Regions from separate parts of the Gossypium arboreum genome. Here all the other regions are linked to region 2. The links are chromatin contacts, called in public Hi-C maps. All regions are on one chromosome and are shown on one strand. The core of a region is the stretch at or near the end of the contact, and the rest is flanking DNA. Distances in the headings are between cores, read along the strand shown. Region 1 holds the start of LOC108469059. Region 2 holds the start of LOC108467620 (phospholipase D gamma 1-like). Region 3 holds the start of LOC108467758 (protein HOTHEAD-like).

Region 1 (3,688 bases), core at 646-3,145, 150 kb before region 2:
ACGATTAATCGAGCCTTTCTCTGAGGCGCAAATGGTGGGGCCCACATTTTTCATGTGTTATTAAAATGCATATTTTATCCGGATAAAGTATGTATTAGCAGATTCACTAATATGATATATATATATATATATATATATATATATATATATATATATTTACACATATATCACATTACAAAAACAAAAATTTAAATACTTATACCTAATAAAACGTGTATCTCATTACAATAATATTTATTTTCCAAATAACATATTATTTTATAATTTCATTTCTTATTTAATATTTTAATTTAATTTTAATAATGCATACTTTACGGATGAAGTATATATTAGCAGATTCACTAATATGATTATGTATATATATATAATATATATATACGCATGTATCTCATTACAATAATAGTCATTTTCAAATAACATATTGTTTTATAGTTTTATTTCTTATTTAATATTTTAATTTAATTTTAATAATGCCTACTTTACCGGATGAAGTATGTATTAGCAGATTCACTAATATGATTATATATATATATATATATATATATATACACACGCATGTATCACATTACAAAGACAAAATTTTAAATACTTATACCTAATAAAACCGAGTATTAAAATAACTTTATAATATTACCAACTTTCATCGACTATATAATCCACAAGTTTGCCTTAAATATTACCAATTTGCTAATACATGCTTCATCTGGATAAAGTATGCATTTTAATAACACATGAAATATGTGGACATTAACATTTAAGGCAAACTTGTGGATTATATAGTCGATGAAAGTTGGTAATATTATAAAGTTGCTTTTAATACTGGTTTTATTAGGTATAAGTATTTAAATTTTATTTTGTAATGTGATACATATGTAATATATATATATATATATATATATATATATATATAATATCATATTAGTGAATCTGCTAATACATACTTCATCCGTAAAGTATGCATTATTAAAATTAAATTAAAATATTAAATAAGAAATAAAATTATAAAACAATATGTTATTTGGAAAATAACTATTATTATAATGAAATACATGTTTTATTACGTAGAAGTATTTAAATTTTTATTTTATAATGTGATACATGCGTAAAAATATATATATATATATATATATATATAATCATATTAGTGAATCTGCTATTACATACTTCATCCGGATAAAATATGTATTTTAATAACACATGAAAATGTGGGCCCCATCATTCTTAAATAGGCTCGATTACTGTTCCGAAAATAAAAAATAATATTTTATTTAAAAAACAAAAAAAATATTTTTTTAATATAAAATAATCATTCGCGCCTGTCCGATAGGTGCGAATGAAAAAAACACCCTATTTTAATAAATAATCGGGCTGACAACTTATTTTGGTAAATAATTTTTTTTTTAATTTATTTTAGTAAAAAACCTTGCTATTGTAATTCATGTCTTCGGCCTGAGCTATAAACCTAGATTAACCAAGCATGACACCATGTGTGCTTGTGCACCTAATGAGAGAGGTAAAAAGAAATGGAATGGGATGTCATATGGATAGCTAGCATGAGACCCACAAATTTATTAAGAGTGGGAAACATGTTAAAAACACAACATGAGTAGTAAGCCCCCTAAAGAAGGAAATATACCCTCATTTCAATCACACAGCACGCCACCTTTTCCTTTTACAAATTGCTTTTTTGATATGAGGGGTCATCATCATCAACCCACCCCCCAAATCATTTCTCCCAATCTCGTCAAAAGTTTTCTTCCCATGCCACAAACCCAAAAAGGCAAATTTATTAATGTATATTCCAAAATCACTATGTCGCCAGTCTAAAAGCAAATTACGTAGCGGTGGCTGTTGCTTGTTATAAACTCAAAAACCCTACTAAAATCATATAATATTCAGTAATTTTCTCTGTGGATCGTATATGGGTTGATAGCAAACAACAAGGGAAAATCCCATGCCCCCACATCATCTACAAGAGTCAATGCTGCAATGTTACAGCTATGTCACTTAGATTCTACCTTGGACACCCCTATATTGCAAAAAAGCAAACAAACAACAACTTTCTTTTCCCTTCAATTCAAAGCCTTTATCATCTATAAACTTCCCAAAACACTACAAACATTTCCTCTTTGCAACATCAGAACTTGTCACATCTAGAAGAGATCCTAAGATCCCTCTCATGGGCGTCGATCTTTTCTCTTTCATATTCATAATATTTTCATGGGCATCATTGCTCTCAATGAAAGCTGAAGCTGAAGCTGAAGGGATTAAATCTGCTCGCCTTCTTGATCTTCTCATTAGGGACTACACTGTGAAGTCTCTTGACAGGGACTTGAGAACAGGTATTGTTCACACTGTAACTTTACCTGCAAATTTCTCTGGCATCAAAGTGGATACAGTAAGGTTCAGATGTGGAAGTCTTCACAGATATGGTGCTCAGGTTAAGGAATTTCATCTGGGAAGTGGTGTGATTGTGCAGCCTTGTGCAGAGAGAGTGATGGTAGTAAGACAAAACTTGGGTTATAATTGGTCATCCATCTATTATGCTAACTATGATCTATCAGGTTACCAGCTGGTGTCACCTATACTAGGCCTCCTCGCTTATAATGCTGACAGTGATCTGAGTTATGGTAGCCCTTTTGAGCTTGGGATTCTAGCCAGGGAAAAACCAATTAAAATAAATTTCAGCAACATTACAAAGGCATCCAACAAGACAGGAAACTGGCCATTATGCGCTAGTTTTGAAGGAAATGGCAAAGTAACATTGAAGAAGCAAGTATCACCCAATGTTTGTGTTGCAACCAAGCATGGCCATTTCGGTTTGGTAATGGAATCACCACCACCATCGTTGCCAGTGAGGAAGAAGATCAGCAGATGGAAACTGGTGGTGGGAAGCTCGGTGGGAGCTGCTTTGGGTGCTTTCCTCTTAGGGTTGCTTTTAGTGGCAATGTTTGTTAAAGTGAAGAAGAAAGCAAGAATGGAGGAATTGGTGAGAAGAGCGTATGAAGAGGAAGCTCTTCAAGTTTCCATGGTTGGACATATAAGGGCTCGAACAACACCTACAATCTAACATGATCTTTGAGTATGTACGATCATTCTTTTGGAAAGGTTAGCTCTATTTGTACCTGAAATAGAAAAACAAAATCCAACCAAATATTCTTATGTTCAATATCCAGAAACAGAACAACTCTGTTTTTCAAAGGATATGTTGGTTCACTTCATTATTCAGTCAGTGTCTAGGAAAATGACAACCCTGTCCAGGATATGTTCTTTTTCTTACATCTCTTACTAAGGGATTCAGCATTCTATATCTTGTTTATTTGAAATTTCGGATTTCAAATAGCATAAAGGGGAAGGGTTTTTCTTTTCTTTTTGGTGTACAATACAATACATTAGTCAAAAAGCCATGACCATGAGCTTTAAGTATTTTCTGAAAATGCTTGTAACTTTCACTGACAATAAAAGGTCAAAAGAAACCCAAAGTGCCCCATTAACCCGTCATCCATCCCCACTCCCATCAACATGCTTGAGATCAGATCAACAAAACATGAAAAAAGTTTGCATGTAAAACATTGGATACTGCTTCTTTCTTTTTTTTTAAGAAGGTAAGTTATTGGCTGAGAGGAGACTCTTTGATTGATAGGTGTGGCAAAGTTTGAACGCAAAGACTACATGCTTTGCAAATCCT
Region 2 (3,569 bases), core at 313-2,812:
TATAATTTTGTTATTTAATGAATAAATAATTTATCTTTAAGTAAACTTTAAAATTCTAATGTAGTGAAAGTTAATTTATCTATTTTTCTATTTTAAACATTTAATTAATTATATGAATATTGATAATTATATATATAACTTAATAGACATATACAAAACCTTTTAATTTAACCACTATAATAATTAACAAATTTTATATATCACATGAAATTAAAATATTCAATTCAAGAAAAATAAAATCTTACCATGGGAAATTAAAATGTTAGTCACGAGAGACAAAGGGTTCATTCTCTTGCTAGGCTGATCGATGTTCACCCGTTCATTGCCAGAAGGAAAGTAGAAGTGTTCATGTTAGCAATTGTCGGCAGGGAAAATAAAGGTGGAATGATAAAGGTGAGAAAGAGTTGGATTTGTGGGGATTTGCATGGGAAATGCATGAGAGAGAAGAAACATTAAAGATAATTGAAGATGAAAGGATATTGCATTCCTGTATTAACTCGGACCAAGCGACCCGAGTGACTGAAATCGGACTGCTGTGCTCTTTATGTGAGAAAAAGGGTAAACATTTTATGGAAGAAGTGGTGCAGAAAGTCCAAGTTCGACATACAGGCTGCCAATGAGTCCACCAATATAATTTGTTCAGTAAACAGTTCTTCATATAGTAGTCCATCTGGGCCACTTCCTTTTTGTGTAAAGTCGTAGTGGGCTGGCTGCTTGACTAGTAGATGATCATGGGGTCCGTTTGGTCTTTTCATAGCCCAAAGACCCACCTAAAAAAAAAGGCAAAATGCAAGAGTGGATGATCTCATACATCCTTTTTTGAGATTGAAAGAAAATTGTAATTGCATATCACTGTGAGCCTTGAACCCGATCGTTACGTAATAATTAACTTTGGATGATAACATCTACAAATCAGGGACGAAGCCAGAAAAAAATTTTTAGGGGCCGAAAGAAATTTTAATTTTTTATAGTCTATATATTTATAATTTTTAAAAAATTAAATTAAATTTTTATAATTTTAGGGGGCCAAAGTCCCCACCCCCAGTTTCGCCCCTGCTACAAATCCACGATTGAATCTTACTTTGCCATATGCAACTTAGATTTATTTATAAGAAGAAGAATAAAAAAGAACTTATTTTTAATGTGTTTTAAGTTTAAAAGATGATTCTTTTTTCTAGTTGAACAGTTTTGACATGTTCTTTCTTTTTTATATGCTTCATGATGATTAGTCATGACATCGACTCCGCCTTGCAATCACGAATTATTGGGTGGCGGCGGCTTCGATTATTGTTTCCTTTTTTTTTTATACAAAACCAAACCCCTACCATTACCATTAATGGGTTAGGGCGTTAGGCTGATACTGGATGGGGTATCCTTTCTATCTTTTCCACTTCAATATTTTGTAATAAAGAAACAAATGTCGTTGTCGCTTGTCGTGGCTGCCGATGTTCAAGGTTGACGAAAGACCGGCATCGTGTTGAGTATTTAAACCCACCCGACCCCACAATGTGAATAAGAAACTACTACAAGTAATTAATGGAAGTCAGCCAGACACGAAATGGAACTTTCTAAGCAAAAAAATCGTTTACCTTAACATTTGTCTCTCTTATTTCATTGGCTCTTGCCCTGATAGCAACTTTACATGTAATGGAATCTCCATCTCTCATCTCTCTAGTCTTTGTAAAATATGTTTTTCCCCTGGCCTTCTTAAATATTCTTTTCCAGGAAAATACTAATGGGATCCCTTTAGACTAATTTTTTTTTGGGTAGTTCTAGATTTTCTTCATTTTCGTTCAACTCAAATCAATAATGCCGTTCAATTTCTTTATTGTTTATTATATTGTCGTACTTATCAACCATATCCTGCCTATTCAAAGCATATCTATGCCTCCCACTTTCTTTTACCATTTCAAATTCTTGTCTTTCTCTTTCATATTATATACCCTCAAATCTCCTTGAAAACCCAGAGTTTGTTTTTCATTTACATCCAGTTTGTTCAATCCAATAAAGATCACTTTTTTTGATCATTTCTAAACAGCTGCCATAGATTTATTGGAGTACCAGTTTTGGATATTGGTCAGATTTCATTAATATTCATTCAGTTAATGGCTAATACAGTTTTCCACGAAACTCTGTCCTTCGGAGGGTCGAGCCATGGTCAGGGCCAACAAATTCTGCCATTTAAGACCGGTAAAGAGTCCTTGAAAGTTTTGCTCTTACATGGCAACTTAGATATTTGGGTCAAGGAAGCTAAAAACCTTCCTAACATGGATATGTTCCACAAGAAGTTAGGTGATGTGTTTGGAAAGTTTAGCTTGAAGGTTGGCAACAAAGTGGAAAGCCATATGCCTAAGATAACCAGTGATCCTTATGTTACAATTTCCGTAGCTGGTGCTGTAATTGGGAGGACTTTTGTTATTAGTAATTCCGAGAACCCTGTTTGGATGCAACATTTTAACGTTCCTGTTTCACATTATGCCTCTGAAATCCTCTTTGCTGTTAAAGACAGTGATGTGGTAGGCTCACAGATCATGGGAGCTGTTGGTATTCCGATTGAACAGCTATTCTCAGGCACAAAAGTTGAAGGAACATTCCCTATCCTTAGTGCCAATGGGAAGCCTTGTAAGGCTGGTGCTGTTTTGACTTTATCAATTCAGTACATTCCAATCCAGCAAGTGGCGATTTACCATAAGGGATTAGGTTCAGGTCCTGAGTATCATGGGGTCCCTGGTACATACTTCCCTCTTAGACAAGGTTGCAAACTTACTCTATATCAAGATGCTCATATCCACGATGGTTTCCTTCCCAATTTGAAGATTGATGGCAATGTTCAATACGAGCATGGGACCTGCTGGCAGGACATTTGTAATGCTATAGGTCAGGCTCGTCGTTTGATATACATTGCAGGGTGGTCTGTGTATCATAATGTTAGACTTGTTCGTGAAACTGATAAGGCATCAAAAACCACATTGGGAGATCTTCTCAAAATTAAATCCCAGGAAGGTGTGCGGGTGTTGCTCCTTGTATGGGATGATCCTACTTCCAGGAGCATTTTAGGATATAAAACGGTGAACAACTAAACAAACCCTTTTATGTTATGTTGTTTTCTATGTCTTAAGAATCAATCTTCAAGTAGGAATTTATAATTTTTAGGCTTGAATATACTGACTGGTCTTTAGAATTTGCAGGAAGGAATCATGAATACAAATGATGAAGAGACCCGCCGTTTTTTCAAGCACTCTTCAGTGCAAGTGTTACTCTGCCCTCGAACTGCTGGAAAAGGAAGCTGGGCAAAAAAGCAGGTTGGTATAATTAGTTACTAGAAATATGTGTATGATCCAATTGCAATCGGTTCTACTGTCAGTTAAGCATCCGGACTTTGTTCTCATTTGACCTTTGCTTACCAGGAAACTGGAACAATCTATACCCATCATCAGAAAACTGTGATTGTTGATTCTGATGCCGGTAACAATAAAAGAAAGATTACGGCATTTGTTGGTGGTCTTGATTTGTGCAAGGGTCGGTACGATACTCCAAACCATCAACTTTTCAGAACACTAGAAACAGTG
Region 3 (3,830 bases), core at 1,170-3,669, 170 kb after region 2:
AGATGAACCGCTGTGATGGGGATGACTGGGAAAGGTCAGAGAGGGCAGCACCAAAGCTTGCCATTTTAGTTATGTTGGGGTTACCATAAGGGGAGCCACCACGTTCAAGGAGCAAGACGGTGGCGTTTTGAGATAATGTGGCAGCTAATGGACATCCGGCGGTGCCACCACCGACAATGATGTAGTCGTAATATGATAATGTTGAAGCTGATGTTGCATCGTACATGAACGAGTAGTTCGGAGCTATACGGATAGAGACGACAATCATTACAGTTTATTGTGCATGAAAATGATGGTATGGTAGTAAAATAATATATTTTACTTGTAATTCAAATAAAAATATAAACATTAAAAACAAAAATATTTTATCATCTAATTTCTTGAATTTATTTAAAATATATGTTCTATGGATTGCTACAAAGCAGATACTTTAGTCGCGCAACCATATGGGCGGCATTAATTTCCCAAAAAGTTTTATTTTAGATTACAATAAATGAAAGGGGTCCATGACAAATACCTCTGGGCATAATCGCTTTTTGGCACTCACATTTTATAAATAAATAAAATTATTTTTCTTTTTAAAAAAAATTTAAAATTTTTATTTTTATCAAATCACTTCATAATAAATGGAAAAATTAATATTTGTTAACTTTGTTAACGTAGCATACCTACATATATACAATTTAAACAATTAATTATTTTTTAAAGTTTTTGAAAAAATATAAAATATTTTAAAATTTTAAAATTTTAAAAATTATTTTTATAATTTATAATTTTAAAAATAATTAATTGCTAATGTGACATACCATGTCAATAAAGTTAACATTTTGTATTCAATTTGGAGTGATTTGACAAAAAATAAGTTTAATGACTAAAAGAGACGAATAATTAAATGGAAGGCTAAAATGACTTTTTTTGTAAAATTGAAGGGCCAAAAAAATCATTATACCCAATAAGTACTTTGGGAAAAAAGGACTAATTGTTGAAGTTTACAATCTAAAAGTCCAATTTTGTTACTAGTCTTTGTACTTTAATTTAGTCAAATTTAATTTTCTTACTTTTTCATATTTTTAAAATTTTGATCAAACAGTAACAATTAATTAATTAGATCAAATAGATAAGTATCTTAGGGTTTTATTTTCTATATTTTTCTTATTTTGAAATTTTAACCTTAACTCAAGTTATAGTTGTTGAATCCATAAATTAAAATGACTGATTTTTGTGAACATTATACAAAAACAATAAAATGTATTGTTTTAAGGTATATTAAGATTCAATCTCTGGTTGATATTGCACATATAAAAATATGTTTAACACATAAGATTTTAAAAATAATAGAATTTAACTGTTATCGTTTGAGGTTACAATTAAAATTTTAAAATTTAAAAAGTATAAGAATAAAATATTCAAATTAATATCGTGAACTATATTCACAACTTACGCATAGTACAACAACGAATGAAATTATAAATGTCTATGTTAATCAAACTGATATATGAAAATACAAAATTGTGATTAATACATAGAAAATTGATGAAAATAAGTACTGCATACAGATATATATATATATATATATATATATATATGATATATTTAAAAACAAAGTTATCTGACGAATTTTCTAAATAAAAAATAATAATAATAAAAATTTAACTGCTTCCTTTGTATTAACTGTACTGGTCGATACTTAAGTTGGCGTATGTTTATGCATTAAAAATGCATTACATAGTATTATATTAGTCTTAAAAGTAAAGAATTCATCCTATATCATGTTGATTATAATTATGGATATAATGAATGTTTAATGAATTGCGATAGACATCCATGAAATGAAAATCTAAATCAGAACTGTATCTTTATTCTTTAGAGCATTCATTAACAACAGATTTTAATTTTTTCTTCAAAGAGTATTTTGATTCCTCTTAATCTGTGTTTATGGATCGACCAAACTAAAAAAAAAAAAAAAAAACCTTCTAATATGGTTATTACAATATATATGTCTATTATCTATATAAGGCAAAAGAAATATATGAAAATTTGAAGCAACACCTGTTTCGGTGGCAGCAAAGCCATGAAAGAAGAGAAATCCAGCTAAGGCACCTGCAAAAAGCCTCCACCACCACCCAAGATTCATTGTCCCTATACCACAAACTGCAATAGGCAAGGCAACACTTTATATCATATATGTATATATGAACTGATGAGGGTAGCGCTCAATGTATACCAACAAAACCCAAACCTGGTTTTGTCATCTGTTTATATATATACCTGAGAAAAAGAGAAGGCTAGGAAATGAAACTCAAGTGTAGGTAGGGATACTCCTCCAAATGTAAATAAATACTGTGGCCTCGCCTACCTGCATTTTTTGCTAATATATAGTGCTGATTGACATTGCAAACAAACCGACAAGTGGGGGCAGAGGGGGCAGTTGAGCCTGGTTTAATGCACCTAATATTAGCTTACACCTTCATATCTCCATGTTCCAGAGGTTTTAGCCCCACAAAAAGTAGTTAAGTTTAGAAAACTAATTCCACACTTTTTCCTTTTTTACTTGTATTAGCGCTATTACTTGCTTTCTTCTTCTGCTCTTTTTAAATAATTATTTTTTACGTTTTTAAATTAAAAGCTGCTGGGAGAGATGAGGTGTAATATGGTAAAATAATATCTTAAGTTGTATATTTAATTAATGTGATGCCACATAATGGGTCAAATTTCATTTATGTTAATAACACACTTCAGTATATTAAGTAACAGATAACTAGGCTTTTGCATGTACACAGGCAAATATTAGATAAGCATCCTGTCCCATAAACATAATGGGACTATGATTATGTAAATCTTTAAGAAAATAATGTAAGATTCAAGCGTCTAAACTAAAGAAAATAATGAGATTAGCTGAAACAGGTTACTTAATAACACTATCACATGTAGTTATGGAAAATACAAAACGAAATGGGGTCGAACTTTACAAGCTTTTCGTTGCTGCTTCCACTGGATCTTTTCTGTCTCATGTTAAAAAGAAAGGCAAACAAGTTCCAGTAGAAGGAGCAAAAAGAAGCTGAGGAAAGCGGCGACCCTATTCTATTAGGCTGGGAAATACACTTTTAAAAATTAAAAAAAAAAAAAGAAAAGAAAAGAAAAAAAAAGTCAACAAAAGGATATGAAATACTGTTCAAACTACTCCTCTTGTGCTCAGTAGTCTCTGTAGAAATGTACAGTTTTAGGAAGGTATGGATCTTGCTATATTTACATGCACAAGTGAGCGCTTGTGGAGTTTGGTTTACAAACTACCATGTTGTAACCATTTTGACTTGTAGGATTGTGCCCTACGAGGTGCAATGATCTCGAGTGCACCGACAACACATTTCCGATATGAGAAATCTACAGTTGTCTCATCTGTTCTAACCAAAAAGAAACAACGACTGTCTGCATGATCGGGATGATGCCCTACCTGCAAAAGATATGGAAATGAAGCATTAGAACAACTTTTGTTTCCTTTTTTTCATTGTCTCATTTTTTGCTTTCTTTTTCCTATTTTTCCAGTATCACGTACCTTTATTTCCTTAGCTCCAGATCCGATCTTCTCAACCCTATGAGGGTGAAAGTACAAGGCCATCATCAAGGTATCCCAGTCAGCTTCACTTACCCGGTGATCAATAGGATATCTGCAGTCGGCACAACCGTGAGTTCAGAGAATATTAGGAATTTGGGACAGATATCAAAAGCTATTAGAATATAAGGGCACCAAAGCCCATGTACAATACCAACAATGGAGGAAAAACTTGAGCACTATAAACATAGAACATAACCAACAATTGGAGGAAAGCTTA

Evidence for each region. Hi-C and Micro-C count contacts between places; a contact is called where the count stands out from the background.
Region 1: a Hi-C map of leaf shows a contact between it and region 2, with 2.9 times the contacts expected there. The contact joins the promoter of LOC108469059 here to the promoter of LOC108467620 in region 2. A contact is called at or near these places in 2 of 5 Hi-C or Micro-C datasets (both in leaf).
Region 3: a Hi-C map of leaf shows a contact between it and region 2, with 2.1 times the contacts expected there. The contact joins the promoter of LOC108467758 here to the promoter of LOC108467620 in region 2. A contact is called at or near these places in 2 of 5 Hi-C or Micro-C datasets (both in leaf).

The regions. Positions count from the first base shown.
Region 1 is chr8:10,659,850-10,663,537 of ASM2569848v2, reverse strand. It overlaps LOC108469059, which reads left to right and starts at 1,895. Exons shown (of 1, transcript XM_053018239.1): 1 at 1,895-3,688. The coding sequence starts at 2,180. The coding sequence ends at 3,070.
Region 2 is chr8:10,511,426-10,514,994 of ASM2569848v2, reverse strand. LOC108467620 (phospholipase D gamma 1-like) reads left to right here and starts at 1,562. Exons shown (of 10, transcript XM_017768330.2): 1 at 1,562-3,068; 2 at 3,189-3,302; 3 at 3,408-3,569. The coding sequence starts at 2,106.
Region 3 is chr8:10,340,957-10,344,786 of ASM2569848v2, reverse strand. It overlaps LOC108467758 (protein HOTHEAD-like), which reads right to left and starts at 2,419. Exons shown (of 6, transcript XM_017768512.2): 1 at 2,269-2,419; 2 at 2,050-2,151; 3 at 1-243. The coding sequence starts at 2,134. It overlaps LOC108470020 (DNA-directed RNA polymerase IV subunit 1-like), which reads right to left. Exons shown (of 19, transcript XM_017771199.2): 18 at 3,554-3,665; 19 at 2,892-3,451. The coding sequence ends at 3,281.